3 separate regions of the Mus musculus genome follow, and all the other regions are linked to region 3. A link is a contact called in public Hi-C and HiChIP or PLAC-seq data. All regions are on one chromosome and are shown on one strand. Each heading gives the region's core, a stretch centred on a gene start, on an enhancer-like site or on the middle of the called end of the contact. The rest is flanking DNA. Distances are from core to core; before and after follow the strand shown. Region 1 has its middle 44 kb from the start of Asb9. Region 2 holds the start of Glra2 (glycine receptor, alpha 2 subunit). Region 3 holds the start of Fancb (Fanconi anemia, complementation group B).

The links. A called contact is a pair of places that touch in the nucleus more often than the background predicts. HiChIP or PLAC-seq counts read pairs in DNA pulled down with a chosen protein or histone mark.
Region 1: an H3K4me3 HiChIP or PLAC-seq map of stem cell-derived neural progenitor cells shows a contact between it and region 3, with 3 times the contacts expected there. The contact joins the enhancer-like site here to the promoter of Fancb in region 3. A contact is called at or near these places in 7 of 39 promoter capture datasets (the HPC-7 cell line, cranial neural crest, embryonic stem cells and 3 more), 3 of 484 Hi-C or Micro-C datasets (muscle stem cells and uterus), 4 of 115 datasets of contacts at active chromatin or transcription factors (astrocytes, embryonic forebrain, fibro-adipogenic progenitors and 1 more) and 1 of 9 other capture datasets (pancreatic islet).
Region 2: a Hi-C map of cerebellum shows a contact between it and region 3, with 3 times the contacts expected there. The contact joins the promoter of Glra2 here to the promoter of Fancb in region 3. A contact is called at or near these places in 1 of 484 Hi-C or Micro-C datasets (cerebellum) and 1 of 115 datasets of contacts at active chromatin or transcription factors (forebrain).

The regions. Positions count from the first base shown.
Region 1 is chrX:164,540,801-164,543,500 of GRCm38.p6, reverse strand. No RefSeq gene overlaps it. Among named protein-coding and RNA genes, the nearest start is that of Asb9, 44 kb to the right of the region's middle. Within about 2 kb of position 1,445, at least 1 of the 459 cell types and tissues checked has an H3K27ac peak or open chromatin away from gene starts, as enhancers often do. A contact at or near this core is called in stem cell-derived neural progenitor cells, where this site is marked.
Region 2 is chrX:165,325,959-165,328,658 of GRCm38.p6, reverse strand. It overlaps Glra2 (glycine receptor, alpha 2 subunit), which reads left to right and starts at 1,266. Exons shown (of 9, transcript NM_183427.5): 1 at 1,266-1,857. The coding sequence starts at 1,790.
Region 3 is chrX:164,979,307-164,982,006 of GRCm38.p6, reverse strand. It overlaps Fancb (Fanconi anemia, complementation group B), which reads right to left and starts at 1,415. Exons shown (of 9, transcript NM_001146081.1): 1 at 1,197-1,415. It overlaps Mospd2 (motile sperm domain containing 2), which reads left to right and starts at 1,632. Exons shown (of 15, transcript NM_029730.4): 1 at 1,632-1,792; 2 at 1,944-2,013. The coding sequence starts at 1,784.

The DNA of each region.
Region 1 (2,700 bases), core at 196-2,695, 440 kb after region 3:
TTTATTGACTGACCACTCCAGACTGGTACACGGAGTACCAGACACACGAGCCAAAGCTAGAATTAAAAGGCCATCCTTTTCCTGTCCTTTTCTCTTGCTTTCTTCATTTATCATAACATGAATTATGCTAGCCATGTACACCTACTCCAAAACAAGAAAAATATTGGAAAGCAACAACACACTAGTCTACATAATAGGTTAGACTGCCATCTGAAAACAGATAGAATGCTTACTTGTTTTAAAAGAAGGCATCATGAAACCAAGCTTACATTCTTCATTCTTTAAAGTGGATATCTGAAGGGTTTTAATGCTGTAAACAAAACAAAACAAAACAAAACAAAACAAAACAAAACAAAACAAAACACGTAACCAAAAGCCACTTGGGGAGGAATAGGTTTATTTTGCCTATTGTTTCCATATTACAATTCATCATCAAAGTCAGGGCAGGAACCTGGAGGCTCCTAGTGTATAGGCCATGGAGGTGTGCTGCTTAATAGCTTGTTCATCATAGTTTGCTGTTTTCTTATAGAACTCAAGATCACCAGCCCAGAGCTTGGCATGGAAGGTGAGCTGGGCACAGGCTTAAGGCGTTTTTCTCAATTGAAGTTGCTTCCTCTCCAGTGACTTTCGTTTATGTCAAGTTGCCATAAACCTAGCCAGGACAGTGGGGAGGGGTGTTTAAGTGTCATTTATACAGCTTTGATGATATAACTGCTTGCACTGCATTGGTTAACAAAGCATTCATAGATGTACACCACTAGTAAATGCAATCACATCCATATTCATAAAGGTGGCTCGTTTAAAGAAGGACTTCTTTCTACCGCTAAGTGAAGTGCTTTTACATTTCCCTAAATTGCGACAAGGGGCATTGTGCTGACATTTTTGGGACAATGACCATTTGCTGTATGGATTTATGACTTGCTTAATTGTAATATTCTTCTAGTAATTCTGTTAGTTTTGGATTACGATAGAAAGGGTTTATCAGAAACATTTTACATGAGACACCAGGCTACTGTTTGTGTGTGTGTGTGTGTGTGTGTGTGTGTGTGTGTGTGTGTGTGTATGTGTGTACCCTGTTCATGTTTATATGTTTAGTATGTATGCATGAACATTTGTCCCTTTCTGTGTGGAGACGAAAGGTCAACACTAAGTGTCCTCCTCCCTCGAATGCTCCTCCCCTTCTTTTCCTTTGAGACAGGATCTCTTCCTAAACCTGCCTGCAATTTGCCATTTTGGCTAGATTGCCTTTGCCCCTGCTCCAAGTAGGTGGAAAAGTGTGCGTTGCTGTGCCCGACTATTGCATGGGTTCCGGGGATCATCCTGGGTACTTGGTTGCCATGCCTACACTTTCTGGGCCAATTTCCTAGCCCTAAACTGATGTTTTCTGAAAAACACTAGCAAAATTGCTCACGGCTCCTGCCCCTTGGCAAAAGGCTGACTACAATGTAAGAGCTAGGAAACCGTATCTGTTGTTAGACTATGCCAATCTCATTAACTTTTCCTCCTTAGTGTCTAGAATAGTGACTGCCACCGACAAAGCCACTCACTAAATAATCCCTGAATAAACAAACTCAGTGACTGAATGGAACGGAATAAACTAGAAAAATGCAGGAATGCCTCTGTTCATTAGCTATCTATAAATTCTGAGTAGAGAAAAGATAGTCCAGTTAAAAGCCAGACAGACTGGGGGGTAAGGGGGGTTTTTATTCAAACTAGAAATATATGGGTTATAGAACCAAAGAAAGAAACCATTGTCGGTAGAATCTATTATCACAAAGTTTTCATTCCCAAATGGAAATTTCCAGAGGCTCTGTTGTAAACCATTTTGTGACTGGACATTTATGAGTAGCAAGGCTTTTGCTTTAGGAAGTATGTGCCAATAGCGCCATCTTCTGGAATAACTTGTGATTTTTAGAAGCGTATTCTAGGCATTTTCTTTTTTTTTTCTTTTTTGTTTTTCTTATTAGATATTTTCTTTATATACATTTCAAATGCTATCCCAAAAGTTTCCTATACCCTCCCCCCCCCGCCCTGCTCCCCTACCCACCCACTCCCACTTCTTGGCCCTGGCATTCCCCTGTACTGGGGCATATAAAGTTTGAAATACCAAGGGGCCTCTCTTCCCAGTGATGGCCGAATAGGCCATCTTCTGCTACATACATAACCATCTAGAGACACGAGCTCTGGGGATACTGGTTAGTTCATATTGTTGTTCCACCTATAGGATTGCACACCCCTTCAGCTCCTTATGGCTTGCTCTAGCTTCTCCACTGGGGGCCGGTGTTCCATCTTATAGATGACTGTGAGCATCTACTTCTGTATTTGCCAGGCACTGGCATAGCCTCATACCAGGGTCCCTTCAGCAAAATCTTGCTGGCATATGCAATAGTGTCTGGGTTTGGTGGCTGATTGTGGGATGGATCCCCAGGTGGGGTAGTCTCTGGATAGTCCATCCTTTCGTCTTAGCTCCAAACTTGGTCTCTGTAACTCCTTTCATGGGTATTTTGTTCCATATAGCAAGTTAAATTAAGAAGCACCAGAAAATTATAACGGATATATCTTTCAAGATCATGTAGACCATATGTAATCTCATATGTAACGATTTCCCTTAAATGACTGCAATATTTTCTTTATAATGATATTAATGGAACCTCAAAATTCATCTCTCAAAACAAGAACTACAACCATCCACACTAGGTT
Region 2 (2,700 bases), core at 17-2,516, 350 kb before region 3:
GAAAAGAACTTAGATATTTTTTCCTCTCAGAATCTACTTTTGAAAAAGTATAAAATTTTTGTGACTTTTCTTTGATATTCAAGCCAACCCAAGGATAAGCTTGTCATTTATGGGATAAATTTAACAATAGTAAAGCATTCTCAAATCAAGTCCTGTGGTAGAGTGCCAAGGTGGCTAAGGAGTGATATTTCATGGACAAATGCAAGTTCCTCACCCACTTCATCGTAAGTGCACATTTTCAAGGGAAACTAGTTACTACTGTTAAAATATTTCCCCTTTCTCTTTTTATTAATAGTATTGGTAAATTCATTTGGAGAGAGCAGGTTATGTGATATGCTTTGAACTGAACTCAGGAACTTTCAATCAGTTTTCAGCCAGTGTGGGAAGAGGAAAAATCCACTTAATTATTTGACCCTTATTGGTGATTAACACTCTGTACTGCAATGGTGAGACTAAGCCCCCAGTCTTCACTTTTTCTTGCTCCATTTCTATCATGGAACCCTGTTCAAACCTTAATTCGGGCAGGAAAAGATTGCTACTGCCCCCTGCTGGCTCACTGTCCTTTTCTTTCCCTTTTGGTATTTACTTGCGACTTGAGGATGCCCCAAGATTTTATGCACTGAACAGTAGAACGAACTTTCCCAAGTAGGAAGATAGATCAGTTAGGAACAAGAGGCTAAAATCAAAACAAAACACTCAAGAGCTGAGAAAGGCAGAAGATATTCTAAATTGCTGATCTCCGCGCACCTTTTTTTTTTTTTTTTTTTTTTTTTTTTTTGTACGTGAAAGCTTCTCTATGCCGAGGAAATACACTCTCCACTTCAGCCTTCAGCACAGGACTTCGCTTTTCCTCTAGCTTCCGCTGACTAGATGTTGACTTCCTATATCCCTATTATAATTTCAGTTCCCTGGATCTTGTTCTCTGTTGTCCTAGTTTACTTTTCTGATACTTTTAATCCTCTTTCAGTCTCTTCTGCTTCAAACTCCTTTCCCGCCTACCCACAGGCATTTCTGGGAGCTCGACCCTAGCCTCACCTTTTCCCTCTACACAGACTCTAGCCATAGTTGTTATCGCACTCCTTTCAGTAGCCCCTTACCAAAGAATCAGTCACTCTGCATTTCAACAGCAGGCTCATCTCCTCTCAAAAGCCTCTCTCCGACCCCCGCCCCAAGCTACTGAAAAAGGAAACATGCGCACTTCAGAGCTAGGAGCTGTCCGAGTGCTGAAATTTATAGGCTGGGTAAGATCACGTCTCCGTCTCTTTCTGTAGCTCTCATTCCAGCACAGGATCGCAGCATTTTTTCCCTCTTTCCCCCAAACACTTCAATATACAGAGTCTTTTCTTCTCCCTCATTTGCAACTTCTTTTTAAAAGAGAACATTTCCTAAGGAGAGGGGCTTTGCTGAATAGAAAAGATATAAAACAAAAGCTACAGCAGCCTGACTTCCAGCGTGGCATTGTCACCAGCCCCCTTTGCATGGTGATGCGATTAAGGTAACAGCATTTTTATTATTCAGGAAAAGCAGCTAGGGGATTCATCAGTTCTGAGGCTTTGTCTCTCCTGGGCTAACTGATGGTTCTGAGTCTTGGTTTGACCTGACCATGATGCCCAAGACTGGCACTTTTTGTTTTTTCTCAGCAAACTGTACAACCCCAAATCTCTTTTTGATTTTCAAGGAAACTAGATTCCTGCCAGATTTTGAGTCTGGACAATAAATAGGCACTTTGTCCTAGTCTCCTTTCTGGAATCATTTCGGGATATTTTCCACAACCATCACAGAAACAGGAATGTACCGGCAGCTAGTGAACATTTTGACAGCCTTGTTTGCATTTTTCTTAGGGACAAACCACTTCAGGTAGGTGAAATGATTTTGCATGCTTATATTTTCCACATGAAAACTGTTTGAAAGAGAAAGTATGTAATGATCTGTCTATTTGTTCCCTAAATCCTACTATTCCAATGTCGGAGAGGAGAGTTTGCTTTCTTTTGTTCATTAAAAAAAAAAAAAAAAAAGCTTAATTATGGTGGGAGGGAGGCAAATGTTCACCAAAGCAAGTTTTATGTTATATAGCTGCACTTTATGCATTTTGGCACACATTTTCGCCGTCAATGTGATATTAAGATTAGACTAGTGAGTTGTGTGCTCTTTACATTACTGTGTAAGGTTGATATCTTTAGCTTTCAAATTCTTCTGGAAGTCATTTAAAGGGATTATTGGGTGCAATGTTCCTTTTTTCATATGGTGGAAGTGATTGGATTAATTCCCCAGGAGCACGCTCATTTGATGTAAAATAAATAAGAACGCTGATTCTCAGCCAACTTGGGACTTCTCTTATATCTCACTAACTAAAATTGTACTATGAAGTCTATGATTTAGACATTTTTTTCAAGTAGTAAATATCTTTATGCAACTCTATCCTCTTGTTCGGTCTATTTGAGAATTGATTGCATATCAAAATTTAATTAAAAATGACATCTTTGTACTTATGTCTGTATGAGAAATGGGGTGTGGATAATTAAAACAAGTGAGATGTCATATTTGCATGCTTGTATTCTCTATATAATTTACTAATTGTGAAATCAATTGATACTTCAATCAGTTTTATTGGCAGTGAGTGAAATATCCAGTTAATGACATAGAGTCTAAGACAGGCTAGACATAAAAAAAAATGCTATTAAAACAAAATATAGGTCATTT
Region 3 (2,700 bases), core at 166-2,665:
GTACCACGCCCGCGAGAGCACGCACACACACACTCGAGCACCCCCCACACACACACATGGGTATAATGAACAAGTAATTTATGAAACAGATGACTACAGATTTTAACCCAGCAATGAACTGAACTGTGTTTCTTTGGCAACTGCATTTCCAACCTGACCCCATATGAAACAATACTACAACCGGGAAATATATACTGCACTCCTATTTGCAACATAAAAATTAAGAACTTGAATGATTACCATTAAGAAAATAAACAGATGGAATATCACACTACAGTTAAAAGGAATGTAATCCTTACCATGATGGTTGACTTTTAGTAAAGAATATGGGTATCAAAGTAGGGAAGTGGGAGTCTAGGGGAGCTCGGAGTTACTCAAATATTTTTATGAAAGTTTTCAAACAAACTTTAAACAATGTGTTCAAATTTTCCCATAAAAACAAATATTGAAAACGCTTTGGGAAAAGATGTTAACTGCCTTTTTAAGGTCAACCAGCTACAGACTAGGTAAAACGTGGGTTGTCCTTTTTGGCAGAGGGGCAGGGCTGCTGAGGCTGGAACTTGAGGTCTCCAGCATGTGCTGGACCTGTGATCGACATCCCCAGTGCCTGGGAAAACGTTTTCTCTAATTGCCAGTACAAGTAGTCTTCAGTGTTGGTCAGTTTTTAAGAAAGGCAGCATTGTTATGTTCAACTAAGCCACCAAAGCTAATAGTTTGTTGTAGTACTTTATAAATCTAAGCTTTCACCAGTCTCGGCAATGTTTGCATTTCACCCTGGATAAGTATTGCGACCTGTCCTGCAAGCTTGGCAGCATCGTTGGCTTCTCCCCATTAGAAATCAGCTACACTCCCATTCTAGAGCGGTGACACCCACAAATGTCACTTACATGGCAGGAACAAGAGTCTACCCCCACCTCGTTAAGAACAAGTAACTCAAAATAACATCTTTCCTTTTAACTTTCTATAACCACTTAACTCAGAGTTCAAAGACGGTTGCCTTGTGAGCGTCTCCCAGTCCACAACTGTGGTGGTTATACCTGTAACCAGGATCAGAGAGACTGACACAGAAAACTCATGTCTGAGAAGGGAGGCCAACCTAGGCTACAGACCAAGTTGCCAGCACTATAAAGCCAGACACCACAGCCAAAAGAAAAGAACCTTAACAGAAATAATCGCCGAATATAGCGAATACTCACAATGCAAGTTATCTGCGAGCGGTCAGGAGAAAACCAAACCAAACCAAAACCAGTTCTCCAAGGCTGCCAAATTGCCACGTTCCAGTTGCACCAAAGGACTCCAAACCTCCCGCCCGCGCATTGCACGCTGGGACAACCGGCCCAATAGTTGCCTGAACAACTCAGGCGGCAAAGCCTGCAGGAGGTGGTAGCCAGAGGGGACCTGGGAGGGGCGGAGCCTCCGAGGGCTGGAAGCAAATGGCCAGCTGAGCTGTAGGGGCTGAGCTTCAGGGAAAAGCATCAGAGTGCTCCAGGCTACTTGGGGCGGGACACCGGTGCCAGGAGGTCGTCGGAAGGCGGGGTTTCTCCTTTAGAGAAGCAAGTGGGAGCCCAGCAGAGCACTTATTCCCGCCTCTACCCCGGACAACACTATGGGATTGGACAGTGTGGAGGCACTTCCTTCTACGTTCCGGTGTCACGCGACCCCCTCCCCCCCTCCCTCCCTTCTTGATCTACCTTTGGGCTGGGCTGGCTGGTGATGAGACACTTGGCTGCAGGCTGTGGAAGGAGCGACGGGTACAACCACAATAGGTTCCGCGACTGTGACCATGGCCGAGGTGAGCAGCACCTCATCGCTGCCTGGGCCGTGAGCCTGGAAGACAGCTTCCAGGCCCAGGGCCCGTGCGCTCCGGTGCAGGTGAGCTGTGTTGGGAGTGATCTGGGTAAGGACCGAGAGCATCTTAAGGTTTTGTTGTGTCTCCTATCCAGAATAACGCTCAGAATAAAGCCAAGCTAATCTCAGAGACCCGGCGGAGATTCGAAGCTGAGTATGTGACAGGTAAGCATGCTTTCTGTGACTTAAAGTGGGGTGTGCAGTGAGCATATCCAACTTTTACTGGTGTGTTTGTGGGTGTTTTGACGGGAGATGTTAAGAGACCTTTCCAACCTTCACTGGAAAGATGCTGTACATGTTTCAAAGGTTTTGCCATACTGTGTGCGCTGCTTTACTTGGGCAGATGGTGGGCTTCCTTTAAACGGTTAGTGAAAGTTAGAAATCAAAATGCCTAGCATCTCCTTATATCCATGGGCCTCACAGGCTATGAACATATTGGCCAATGACATAGGTGACACTGTTCAGTTCATGGCTCCTTCGCTGGCCTTTCACCAGAAAACGAACCTGGAAACTGCCATTGTACTGTTGCCATATAGTTTGTACATAATTTGGTAATCCAGTTCCTTTTATTTTGCTTAATTCCGCTTCTTAAAACCAAAAGTGCTACGCACAAGTTCTCGCTCCACACTGTACTTAAAAGTTTCTGTAAGTGCAGAACTGGTTTATTGGTTGAATAATCTGGTCACTGTCATAGAATCTTGTCAAGTACTTAATCTGCTGACTTAGTGCTTGTACATTGTTTTTAAACATTTGGAATAAGTTGCCTTGATTGATACTAATGTAGCCCCCTTCCACAAAATAGCTTACTTCCATGTTCCGAGTTCCTGTTTCCATATCTATGAAATGCAAGTA